2 separate regions of the Mus musculus genome follow, and region 1 is linked to region 2. Evidence: chromatin contacts called from public ChIA-PET data. All regions are on one chromosome and are shown on one strand. Each heading gives the region's core, a stretch centred on a gene start, on an enhancer-like site or on the middle of the called end of the contact. The rest is flanking DNA. Distances are from core to core; before and after follow the strand shown. Region 1 overlaps Ube2e2 (ubiquitin-conjugating enzyme E2E 2). Region 2 holds the start of Nr1d2 (nuclear receptor subfamily 1, group D, member 2).

The links. ChIA-PET counts read pairs in DNA pulled down with a chosen protein or histone mark.
Region 1: a contact with region 2 is called in an RNA polymerase II ChIA-PET map of memory CD8 T cells, with 8 read pairs. The contact joins the enhancer-like site here to the promoter of Nr1d2 in region 2. A contact is called at or near these places in 1 of 39 promoter capture datasets (pre-B cells) and 2 of 115 datasets of contacts at active chromatin or transcription factors (double positive thymocytes and memory CD8 T cells).

The regions. Positions count from the first base shown.
Region 1 is chr14:18,662,666-18,667,981 of GRCm38.p6, reverse strand. All of the region lies in intron 3 of Ube2e2 (ubiquitin-conjugating enzyme E2E 2), which reads left to right. Among named protein-coding and RNA genes, the nearest start is that of Gm22499, 150 kb to the left of the region's middle. Within about 2 kb of position 2,166, at least 63 of the 459 cell types and tissues checked have an H3K27ac peak or open chromatin away from gene starts, as enhancers often do. A contact at or near this core is called in double positive thymocytes and memory CD8 T cells, where this site is marked.
Region 2 is chr14:18,235,876-18,242,033 of GRCm38.p6, reverse strand. It overlaps Nr1d2 (nuclear receptor subfamily 1, group D, member 2), which reads left to right and starts at 2,928. Exons shown (of 8, transcript NM_011584.4): 1 at 2,928-3,223. The coding sequence starts at 3,208.

The DNA of each region.
Region 1 (5,316 bases), core at 917-3,416, 430 kb before region 2:
CCATCCTTCCCAGCCACATAGCAGTGATGACAGCTCCCAATCCAGAGAATAAGAGCTGTGCTGTAAGGTGTCCTCAGAGTACTGTTTCCTCAACTCTTCAGCTTCATAGAGGAGCACATTTCTGAGATATTTACGAAATAAGCATAATCATCTCACTAATTGTAAGTTTAACCTGTGAGCATAGCAGGCCACTAGAATCCATAGGAGAGGTGAAGAGATATGTTTTCCTCACTTTTGTTCTGCTTTGATTTCTTTCCATGAGATAATATATTTTTAGATGGCCATTGTGCTGGCTAGTTTTATATCAACTTAGTACCAGCTTGAATCATTTGGGAAGAGGGAGCCTCAAGTGACAAAATGCCTCTACCAGACTGGCCTAAGAGCAAGTCTGTGGGGGCATTTTCTTGTTTATTGATTGATGTGGGAGGCCCCAGCTCACAATGGGTGGCATCTCCCCTGGGCTGGTATTCTCCTGGGTTCTAAAGGAAAACAGCTGAGCAAGCAATGAGGAGCAAGCCAGTAAGCAGCATTCCCCATGGCTTCTGCATCTGCCTCTTCCTTCTGGCTCCTGCCCTGTTTGAGTTCCTGTCCTGGATGATAAATTACATGCTGTAACATGAAATAAACCCATAGCTCTTTCAAGTTGCTTTTGGTCATGATGTTTATCACAGTAATAGAAACCCTAACTAAGACACACATTAACTGCTCTAAAAATTAATTTTAAGTACATTAGAATTCTTGTCTACATGATGTGTCTATTGGTTATTATTTTATAGTAGAATTTCTTGGAGTTTATTATATTAGAAAAACAAAACAAAGAAGTTAGAAAAAGAATTACTTGCTTAAGTTTCATGTTCTGTGTTGTAATTTGAATCTCATCCAAAGCTATAAAAAAGACCAAAAACTATAGAATAAATTGTGAGGAAACCTAAGACAGGTTGGCAGGTTAGAGGAGGGGAGCAAATCATGCTGGGAAATGAGCATTCTTCACAATGGGTTCTCTTACAGCAGGGGAAAGGTCACCTCCTAGCAGACCATGCACAGTGTTCAGCCTGTACTCAGCAGGTTGTTTCCTCTGCAGGTGCTGTCTAGATGTGCATCCCACAAGAAGTCACATTGAGACAGTGCACTTAGAGTAACAGCTCTTCTATAACTGTACATGAACTAAGAAAAAACCCAAGCTGCTAAGCCAATTCTTGTAGGCATATGGATATACATGCTAGAATTAAACACATTTTCATGTTGTTGTATAAAGTATTTACATTCAAATTCTGACCCTTAGAAGCATTAGGAAGGGCCTGGGGGAGTATGTGACATACATTGTGATGCGTTTTATACAGTTAAAGGTGTAGCATTTCTGTGCAGTTTCTGACCCCAAAATTCGGGACTGCCTGGTATTTCCCTGCTTGGTGTAGCATGCCTAATCCAGGCCTAAGGCAGAGTTTGTTTTCAGTTCTTTCTGAGATTCAAGAAGCTTCATTAGCAAAGAAAAGGAGTGGCATCAAGGTGTGACTACACAAGCTCAGCTAATAGGAATAGGGTTCCTGTTTATCAAATGGGAGAAGGAATGTTGGTGAACTGGATGGGCTGTGATCACTCAGATTCCATCTCATTGTTCTGTAAATGATGATTTCCAATAGATGTCTATTTGCCTTCAGTTTTCCACCTTACTTACTTGGGCATGTGTATTTAAACTGAACCCAGGTCTGAGGGCACACATTTTTGCCTGTTTGCTTTCAGGGTTTGCCAGATGCGCTCTTCTTACCAAGCACATCTACTCCTTGCCTCTGAAGAGCTCTCTTCCCTAAATGAATTTTACTATTCAGGTTTTTTGGGTTTTTTTGTTTGTTTGTTTTTGTTTTTGTAATAAAATGAATTTTTTTTCTCTTTTGTAAGCCTACCCAGGTAAATTAAGATCAAAGATGAAAATTACAAGTGATAAAACTAATAGACATTGTAAATTCCCCCATAATTCATTGCACTGTGATAACTTTTAGCTCACCTCCAAATTGTAATTATGAGAAATCAAGTGGGGGTAAATGAACCATGACCATGATGAAACAACACTTAAAACTACCCACAACTTGCACAGGAGAGGAGGGGAATGGAGCTGTGTGCTGGGGAACTGTCTACACACACCCAGGCCCTCTGTGGTAACCCACTTCCTGTCCCAGATGTGCCACACAAGCCCAACATGTAAGCAGATTGTGCATGAAGCTCCTGGGAAAGGTTCACAGGCTGATAGAACTGTCTCCTTTCTTGATTGTGTGAGCCTTAGAGTCTCTGTGCCCTGTGAGACCACAGGGCAGAAGGAAGCCCCCTTCTTTCACGTTGTCTTTGCCAATTCATGTATTCTTGGTTAGCATATAGAGTTTGAAAAGGAGAACACATACTTTGGAGCAAACAGTTTTCTTCTGACAGTTGAAAGCTTTTTCTCCACCCTCATTCCAGTTCTAGTGGGCTTCAGTAAAGTCAGATGCTCATTTCTGCTTTTCACATAAGGTGCCCCTGACAGGGAGGTAAAGTGACACAGCCACTGCTCACAGAGCACAGCCATGACATGCAGCCACAACTCAGTTGTGACACTTCTGAACTGTTTGTATTTGAGCCAAGTCTGCCAAGTTGGTAGTTTGAGCCACTGAATTGTCAGCTGATACATGGTTGGAATTAGTATAAAAGCCAGACAAATAAGGAAAGCTGAACTCCAGATATGGTTAAAGCCTCAACTACATCTTTAAGCCTCATTGGTGCCAGCTTTAAGGGGGCGGGGGGGGGGGGAGGTCAGTGGGTGGCACCTATAGGTCTTCAGGACACAGCAGCTTGGCCCTAAAAGATAGTAAAGCTCAGATACACCAAATGTAGAGGCCTGTTAGGGAAACTGAAGGTGTGGACATTCTTGGGAGAGACATAAGAATGCAAAAGGTAAGGTGCTCTATCTTGTTCATGTGAAGTTGTGTCCTTTCACTCATGATCTTGTAACCTCTGAGAAGAATTAAAAGCAGAATCCATTTACAACCACACTGAGGAAAACCTGAGGCTTGATCATTTCCTGGTCAGTTTCATTAATAAATTAAATGAACAACCCTCAGATTTTCCTCAGTGTGTTCAGATAGATTCTGTTCTTAGTTCTTCTCTCTCAAATACATGGGGGAAATGGATATAATTTTTTTTTACCTACTGATATTAATTTTATAATTCCACACACAGTATCCTGTGTTATCACGAGTGTGACTTATTAAAATGCTATACAGATAATAGATAATGACTAGCATGTGTGATATAGTGTGGTTGCTGGGATAAAGCACAATTACTCATGGCTTTTCATCAGCAGCCCCAGGCAAATATCTTTAGTATTAAACAAATACACTCTATTTCCCATAATCATGCTATTTGAAGTATATTACATCTTGAATATGAAGTTAACATATTCTGATTGAAATGTCTTGATTGCATTACATATTCTAAAAACTCCAAGTACTGCAATAAAACTGCTACCTCAAGAATAATGTGAGACGCTGATGTGATATTTATATTAAATGTGATTTTCTCCTATTGTGTTGAGTTTTCTGAAATTATAACAAACTCTAATGTCATCGAGCTCTGGTTGTCATGTAAACTTAGGAGTGAGCTCAAGTGATCTGTCTTAAATATCCCACTATGGAATTTATTTGAAATCCATTGTAGCATTTTTAATAATACAAGCTTAGCATCATTCAGGATGAAGCATTATATTGTTACATAGCATAATTTAGAAATGTTTCCATGTTGTTGTCACTATATTGTATTAATTTCAACTTTATATTTTCATTATTAACACTTTCTGTACTTCGTATGCTGCATATGCTTCAGATTGTTGGGAACTGTATGTGAACATAAACCATTGTGGATAGATGCATCAGGGGAAAGAATCAGGGCTTTCAGACTACAAAGATTATTGTAAAGATTACAGTGTTCATGATCAGTTAAAATGCACAGAGTCTGCAAACTGACCCTGGGTCCTGTTCCCAAGCAAGAGGTTTGTGAATCATTCTCATAGCTAATCTGCATCTCGGGTTGGTCATAAATGCCTGGCCTGTCACTAGCAAGAAAAGCACAACCAACTCTAGCAGAAGTGCTTAGCTTGGCAGGAGCAGTGGGCATAGTCTATGAGGGTAAGTGACTGAGCCGGGAGTAGAGAATGTTCACTGGGTGTCTTAGATCACTGATGATAAGTTGGCTCATTAATCTGTTGTTAGAGGGCATTTAATTCTTTACTCCAAAGTCTTAAATGTTGAGTATACTTGAACTGTGGGGTGATTACAGTGGTCTAGAATGACTCTCCCTTAGAGCAGTGTGTCAATCTAGATAGGAAATCTGTTTAACATCTTAATGATATCAACTATTGATGCAAAGTCTACTATTGTCTAGATAGCCTTCGGGGCTTGGAGCAAAAATGGAGGACTTCCTTCACTAGCAGGGCTTTCCCTTCTCTGATCTTAACCTCCACACCTCTACCTGTGGAATGTCACATAGCCTTGGTTAAGATTCAACTTCCTTACTCCCTAAAAAAAACCATTCAGATAGCACCTGAGATTCCTGAAATGCTTCTCTGAGCTAATGAGGCATCTGGTACCTTAATCCTTCATGTCCTTTGCCCATCCTGGATATTCTGACCCCTGTCCCCAATGCTATATAATTCTTTTTTTTTCCATTTTTTATTAGGTATTTAGCTCATTTACATTTCCAATGCTATACCAAAAGTCCCCCATACCCACCCACCCCCAATCCCCTGCCCACCCACTCCCCCTTTTTGGCCCTGGCGTTCCCCTGTACTGGGGCATATAAAGTTTGCGTGTCCAATGGGCCTCTCTTTCCAGTGATGGCCGACTAGGCCATCTTTTGATACATATGTAGCTAGAGTCAAGAGCTCCGGGGTACTGGTTAGTTCATAATGTTGTTCCTCCTATAGGGTTGCAGATCCCTTTAGCTCCTTGGCTACTTTCTCTAGCTCCTCCATTGGGAGCCCTGTGATCCATCCATTAGCTGACTGTGAGCATCCACTTCTGTGTTTGCTAGGCCCCGGCATAGTCTCACAAGAGACAGCTACATCTGGGTCCTTTCGATAAAATCTTGCTAGTGTATGCAATGGTGTCAGCTTTTGGATGCTGATTATGGGTTGGATCCCTGGATATGGAAGTCTCTACATGGACCATCCTTTCATCTCAGCTCCAAACTTTGTCTCTGTAACTCCTTCCAAGGGTGTTTTGTTCCGACTTCTAAGGAGGGGCATAGTGTCCACACTTCAGTCTTCATTTTTCTTGAGTTTCATGTGTGTAG
Region 2 (6,158 bases), core at 1,679-4,178:
CCTGCTGTCAGTAGTCTGAGAATTTAGAGGCTAAGCCACAAACACCACAGTGTTAACAGCTGAGGCTCAGTTCAAAGACAGCACAGTGGAAAAAGCAATTCTCGTTGCAGCCTGGCACTCTGGGAAAACATGGTATGGATGTTGTTTCTGTGGTAAGAAGTACAATGAGATTCCAGTGGCTAGTAGTGTATAGTCACAGGCCTTGCTTAGAGTTCTCTGTCTCTGATAGTTACTGCAAACCTCTGGAGGAAAGAGTCAGGCTTCTTAATTTATTTTTTATTAGTATATGGGCATTGCCTGTTTATATGTGTGTACCACAGCGTTGCAATGCATGCAGAGGCCAGAAGAGGATGTTAAACCCCCTGGAACTGAAGTCACAGATGTTGTAAAGCTACCATGTGGGTATTGGGAATCAAACCCAGGTCTTCTGGAAGAGCTGTTAGTACTGGAAGTCTGCAGTCTTAAAAGCCTGGAGGCTGAGGCACAGGCTTTATTTTTTACCCATATTATTATTGATGAGTCAGGCTTATATTCTTGAGAAATATTTTCCATTTTGATTATTTTAAAAATTTAAACATGTGTGGATGTATGTATGTATGTATGTATGTATGTATGTATGTATGTATGTTACTATCAGAGAATAAAGGGCCGGTTAACCAAAATGGCTGGATTATATTGGGAAGGGCAGCTAGGGAAAAGGGAAGCCCAGACTTTGGGCTGGAGACTATGGTGGTGGGTAGGATATGCAAGCCATACCCTGTAAGAAGGAGGGACTGAAGGATGCTGGGAGAACCTGGTGACCAGGCCCATTTTCATGTTAAATAGGCACCTCAGTTTAGAACCATTATAGCCATTTGTTCTGGTTTGAGACTTAATGTCCTTCCTTCCTATCTATCTATCTATCTATCTATCTATCTATCTATCTATCCATCCATCCATCCATCCATCCATCCATCCATCTATCTATCTATCTATCTATCTATCTATCTTCTATCTGTTTTCACAGCAAAACTGGATGGGAATTACTAAGAGTTCCTATGTACCTTCTGTTCTCCACAGAGATGTAACTTGTCCCACAGTCAACATTCTGCCCCACAGGGGCACATGGGCATGTCATTACCACCAAAGCTAGTTAACTCCTGATGTTAGACATCCCTGTTTTTGTGACAGACACATTCACTTGTATTCTGTGCCACAGTGTTATACAGAATGAGTTTCCTTGTCCTCTGTGCTCAGTGTTTTAATCTCTTTTCTGATGATGCCTAGCAACTAGTGATTTTCTTTTCCACCTACTTGTAGTTTTGCTATGCCAAATGCCATGTAGTTGCTATCATACACTAGACAGCCCTTTAAGAGCATGACCCACTTGTGATTTTTCTTTCTAGAACGTTTGCATTAACCTCATTTTACTTGAGGTAGATGGTAGTTGATACCCCATATGCAAAGGCAAGCTGCAATAGAAGCTGGGAAACCTGCACTGATATCCTGTGAGGATGATTAAGCCTGGAGGCAAGGAAGTAGAGGACATCTGGGTCAGAGACCTTATGAGACCCGGGCAGAGTTCTTACTCAGCTGAGCAGATTAGGGGAAGACCGTGGAGTTTTTCAGTGTTGAGGCAGAGTCATAGGGTCTATTTACTGTTTTAAAAATAACTGCTGGGGAGAAAAGACTGTTGGAGCCGACTCCAGAGTTGTTGCAGCAGCCCAGGCTAGACCGGATCTAGACTCACAGCCATGGCTCCCACCCCAGATGTGTTTGGGGGGAGAACAGCAGAGGTATTGTGAGGGTAGTCTAGCTCAACTTGCTAAGGATGAAATAGAGTATAAAAAGCAGCGATTTCTCGCCTGTTAGAAACGTTTAAATTGCTGATTTCAGGCTGATTAGCTAACAGAAAAGATTGCTATTGGTGGAAAGTGGGGAAATGTTCACATGTAAACTTGTCTATCTTACGACATGCTCCAACATTCTATACCTAAATATTCCTGGGCAAACTGGGATGCATTTTGCAACGGTCATACCCAAAGCCTAAAATTTCATATAAACTGTCCTATCGGTGCCAATATCTGTTAGCTCATTTAAAATATATACCTTAAAGCACATCTTCCTGGATTCACCTCAAGCACGTATCTAATTTGTTTCCATTTTCAGTTTGCTAGAAAATTTACATGCAAGGTGAAATGCACCAGTCTGTAGTATACTTTTGCTGAGTTCTAAAAATGCATGTACACATCCTAAATGAGAGAGAGGTCAAGGGACATTCCTAACCCGCTGATGGATATGGGAATCCAGAGCTGAGATTTTCGCTGGAAATGTGAATGTGAGGATCACCACAACACAGGTTTATTTAGGTGATGAGCCTGGATAAAACACCTAAGGTGATAGGAAAATGAAGGGTTGACTCCGGAAGCTAGATGTTGAGAGCGTTGGGCAGGAGACGCCAGTCAAGCTCAGAGTCCTGGAAAGCTTGGCGGCAGTAACCATGTGGGACCATGGAGGTGACCAGATTGGCTTGTGCTAGGGAGGAGGGAGCAAACAACCTCTAGCAGCGGGAGATCTGCAGGCAAGGGATAAGCGGCTGCGAGACAGGCTGGGAAGGAGGGAGGGGGGTGAGGTGAAGTGGGCGGGGTCGGTGCTGGGAGGAAGGCCGGGCCCGGCATGGCAGAGGGGCGAGGCTTGAACAGGAGCAACGGGAGGGGACGGGGCCGACGGGCCAAGTCCAGGGAGAGACGTATCCAAACAGAGGGGGCGGAGCCGGGAGAAGGGAAAGTCCAGAGCCAGAGTGTAAGGAATGGAGGGAAAAGGAGAGGGCGTGTCTGGGGAGGGGCTGGTGGGTCCACGGATTGGAAGAAGAGGTCAGGACCGCTCGTTGGGGGCGGAGCCTGTATAGAGGAAGTGGGCGGAGCCAAGGGTAGGAGCGGGAGAGTCGAGGAGAGGAGGAGCGGGCGGCCTGAGGAGGAGGAGCGGGCGGAGTCACCGCACCGCCGGCGGCGGCGGAGGAGGGGGGTGTGCGCGGATCACATGGTCGAGGAGCCCTCCAGGTCAGCTGCCGTGCCCGCTGCCGAGCCCTGCCACAGGAAACTGCTGTGCCGCGCTTGTGCCGTGCGGCCCCCAGGAGCCGCCCGCACCCGGTGCTCATGATGTGGGCCCGCGAGCGCCACCGCCTGCAGTCCCGGGCGGCGCGGTGAGGGCCGCACCCTGTCCAGCGCCATGGAGCTGAACGCAGGTAAATGTAGGAGGGAGGCTCGGGGGTCAGGGATGCGTGTCTGTGCGTCCATCTCGCGTGGGGTTGCTGGGATCCCGCACTCGGGCTCCCCGCGCGCCGGACGCCCCCCTCACATGGCCCTGCCGCACTGGCCACGTGCACGGTGTGTTTACGTTCGGCGGCGCGGGCGCTGGTTGGCTGCGCGGGCGAGTGACGCAGCATTACATAATGCGAGCTGGGTGGTGGCGGGCGGAGACACGTGAGGCCGCGGGGCGACCCACATTACCCGGGGCCGGAGGAACACGTGGGGGCGGTGCCGCGGGGGGAGCCCATAGTCTGCGCGAGGCCCCGCCCCCGGGGCCTCCGCCGTGACGTGGCCTCGGTCCCGGGTCTCCCGCTGTTGCCCACTGCGGGGCCCGCTGCGCATGCGCATCCGCCGCAAGTTCGGCGCTGGTCCCGCCGCAGTGCGCGCGGCAGCCTGCGCGTCCCCGGGTGACCCCGGCAGGGCTGACCTTGCTAGACAGGGAGTGCGTAGGTCGTTCTCGCTCAGAGTCTTGCGGGAGTCGCGCAGCACCTTCCGGATGGACAGCGTGTACAGAGCAATTCGCTTCCAGGGGGACTTAGCCTAGAAGTCCTTTTAAGCATGGAGGGGAGGGGAGGGGCTTTTCTGCTCGCAGCTCGCTCTGATCTGAGGACTGGTGATCTAGGATTTCAGAACCTTACGTAAAACTTTTATTTACGTTAAAAACGTTTTAGCTTCGCGCCCAAGAGTTTGAGGCAGATGGCGGCAGAAAGTAGCAAGCATGGGCTACTGTGTGAGATCCTCACTCAAAATGCCCAAAGAACAAAATAACCCCTTTTGTTTTCAGGACTGACTTTGAACCCCCAAAAGACATGGTCATATAATACCTAACCTTCCTCGCTTCGCTTTAGTCGACCGCAGTGATGACCCTTATACCTGAAGCAAATGAAGTTTTCATTTTGAATATTTTGAGTTCTTTGCACTTTTAAAAACCATCGCAGTTCTAACATATGTTTTATGAATTTTTAGACCAGTGGTCAAATTAGTTTCAGGACTATTTTGATTACCTATAGTCCTTCTTAGTCATTGCCGCATATGAAATATTCAGTCACATGGAGGTGAACCTTTTTTTCATTCGAAATTTAGAGGTTGATAGATTGAGCCTGTTCCAACCCTGCCCTTCGCATGGATTCTTCAGCTGGCTTAGGTTTCTCTGATTTGAGTTTTTGGAGGACATGGTTATTAATGTTAGTCTTGATTTTTGGAGCTACAAAATGTGAACATTTTCTTGGGTGGCTGTTGACTGCTTCTTTCCCCTGCCCATTTTCAGTTCTTTCTTGGGCCTTGCTTTGTGTTTTTCTAATCCTGTTTAACCCCTGTTGCCCTCTGGGATGGCAAAGTGAGTAGACTATTGTGGAAGTGGCTCGGCATTTCCGTGGTTTAGGTTGGTTCTTTGCTTTGGATCCTGTTGCAAATTAATATCCCCCCCCTCCCCCGTTAACCCCCCTTCCCCCACACATGCATATACACACACACACCACACTTTCTCTTTGGAATATTGCTCTGCTGACTCATAGTAACCATGGAGGCAGCTAGGAACTTTTTCATGGGAAGTATTTGAAGTTAAGATTTCATCCATCATTCAGAAATTGCCTGATCTGAAACACATAAATTTGCAGTTTAGTCTTGAGTTTCCTCTTGTTCATATGACAATGAGTTTAGGCCTGTCATCTGATATGTTACAGTTTCTGCAACCTACCTTTCAGGTGAAGCTGATAGCATTCCTTTTACCTTCCTTTTGAGGGTTGTAAACATTACCTTATTGCCAAATTCAGCGGTATCAGTTGACACTTTGAACCAGAGGTCATTCATCATACTGCCTTATGATTCATGGCATGCAGTCTTTCCTTGCTTGTCTCACAGATGAGAAATTGACTCTGCAATTTTTTTTTTTTTTTTTTTTTTGGTTTTTCGAGAAAGGGTGTACTGGCTAGTTTTGTGTCAACTTGACACAGGCTGGAGTTATCACAGAGAAAGCAGCTTCAGTTGGGGAAATGCCTCCATGAGATTCAGCTGTAAGGCATTTTTTTCAACTAGTGATCAACAGGGGAGGTCCCCTTGTGGGTGGTGCCATCTCTGGGCTGGTAGTCTTGGTTCTATGAGAGCATGCTGAGCAAGCCAGGGGAAGCAAGCCAGTAAAGAACATTCCTCCATGGCCTCTGCATCAGCTCCTGCTTCCTGACCTGCTTGAGTTCCAGTCCTGACTTCCTCCAGTGATGAACAGCAATGTGGAAGTGTAAGCTGAATAAACCCTTTCCTCCCCAACTGCTTCTTGGTCATGATGTTTGTGCAGGAATAGAAACCCTGACTAAGATACAGGGTTTTTCTGTATAACCCCGAGTGTCCTGGAACTTACTCTTTAGACCCGGCTGGCCTGGAACTGAGAAATCCGCCTGCCTCTGCCTCCCAAGCCTGGGATTAAAGGTGTGCGCCACCACTGCCCGGCTCTTGACTGCATTTTTATCACACGATTGTGATCGTGTATACTAAATTCTCCAGAGTATTATAAAAGAGAGCTCATTGCAGCCATTTCACAATCACAGCTTTGGCTCACATTTTAAAAATACTGTACATGGGGCTGGTGAGATGGCTCAGTGGGTAAGAGCAGTCGGGTGCTCTTCCGAAGGTCCGGAGTTCAAATCCCAGCAACCACATGGTGGCTCACAACCATCCGTAAGGAGATCTGACTCCCTCTTCTGGAGTGTCTGAAGACAGCTACAGTGTACTTTCATATAATCAATAAATAAATCTTAAAAAAAAAACTTTAAAAAAAATACTGTACATTGTATTCTTAGGTTTCAGTTTGATGGCAAAAAACAGAGACTGCTGTTTGTTTTTTTAAAAGATCTGTTTATTATATGTAAATACACTATA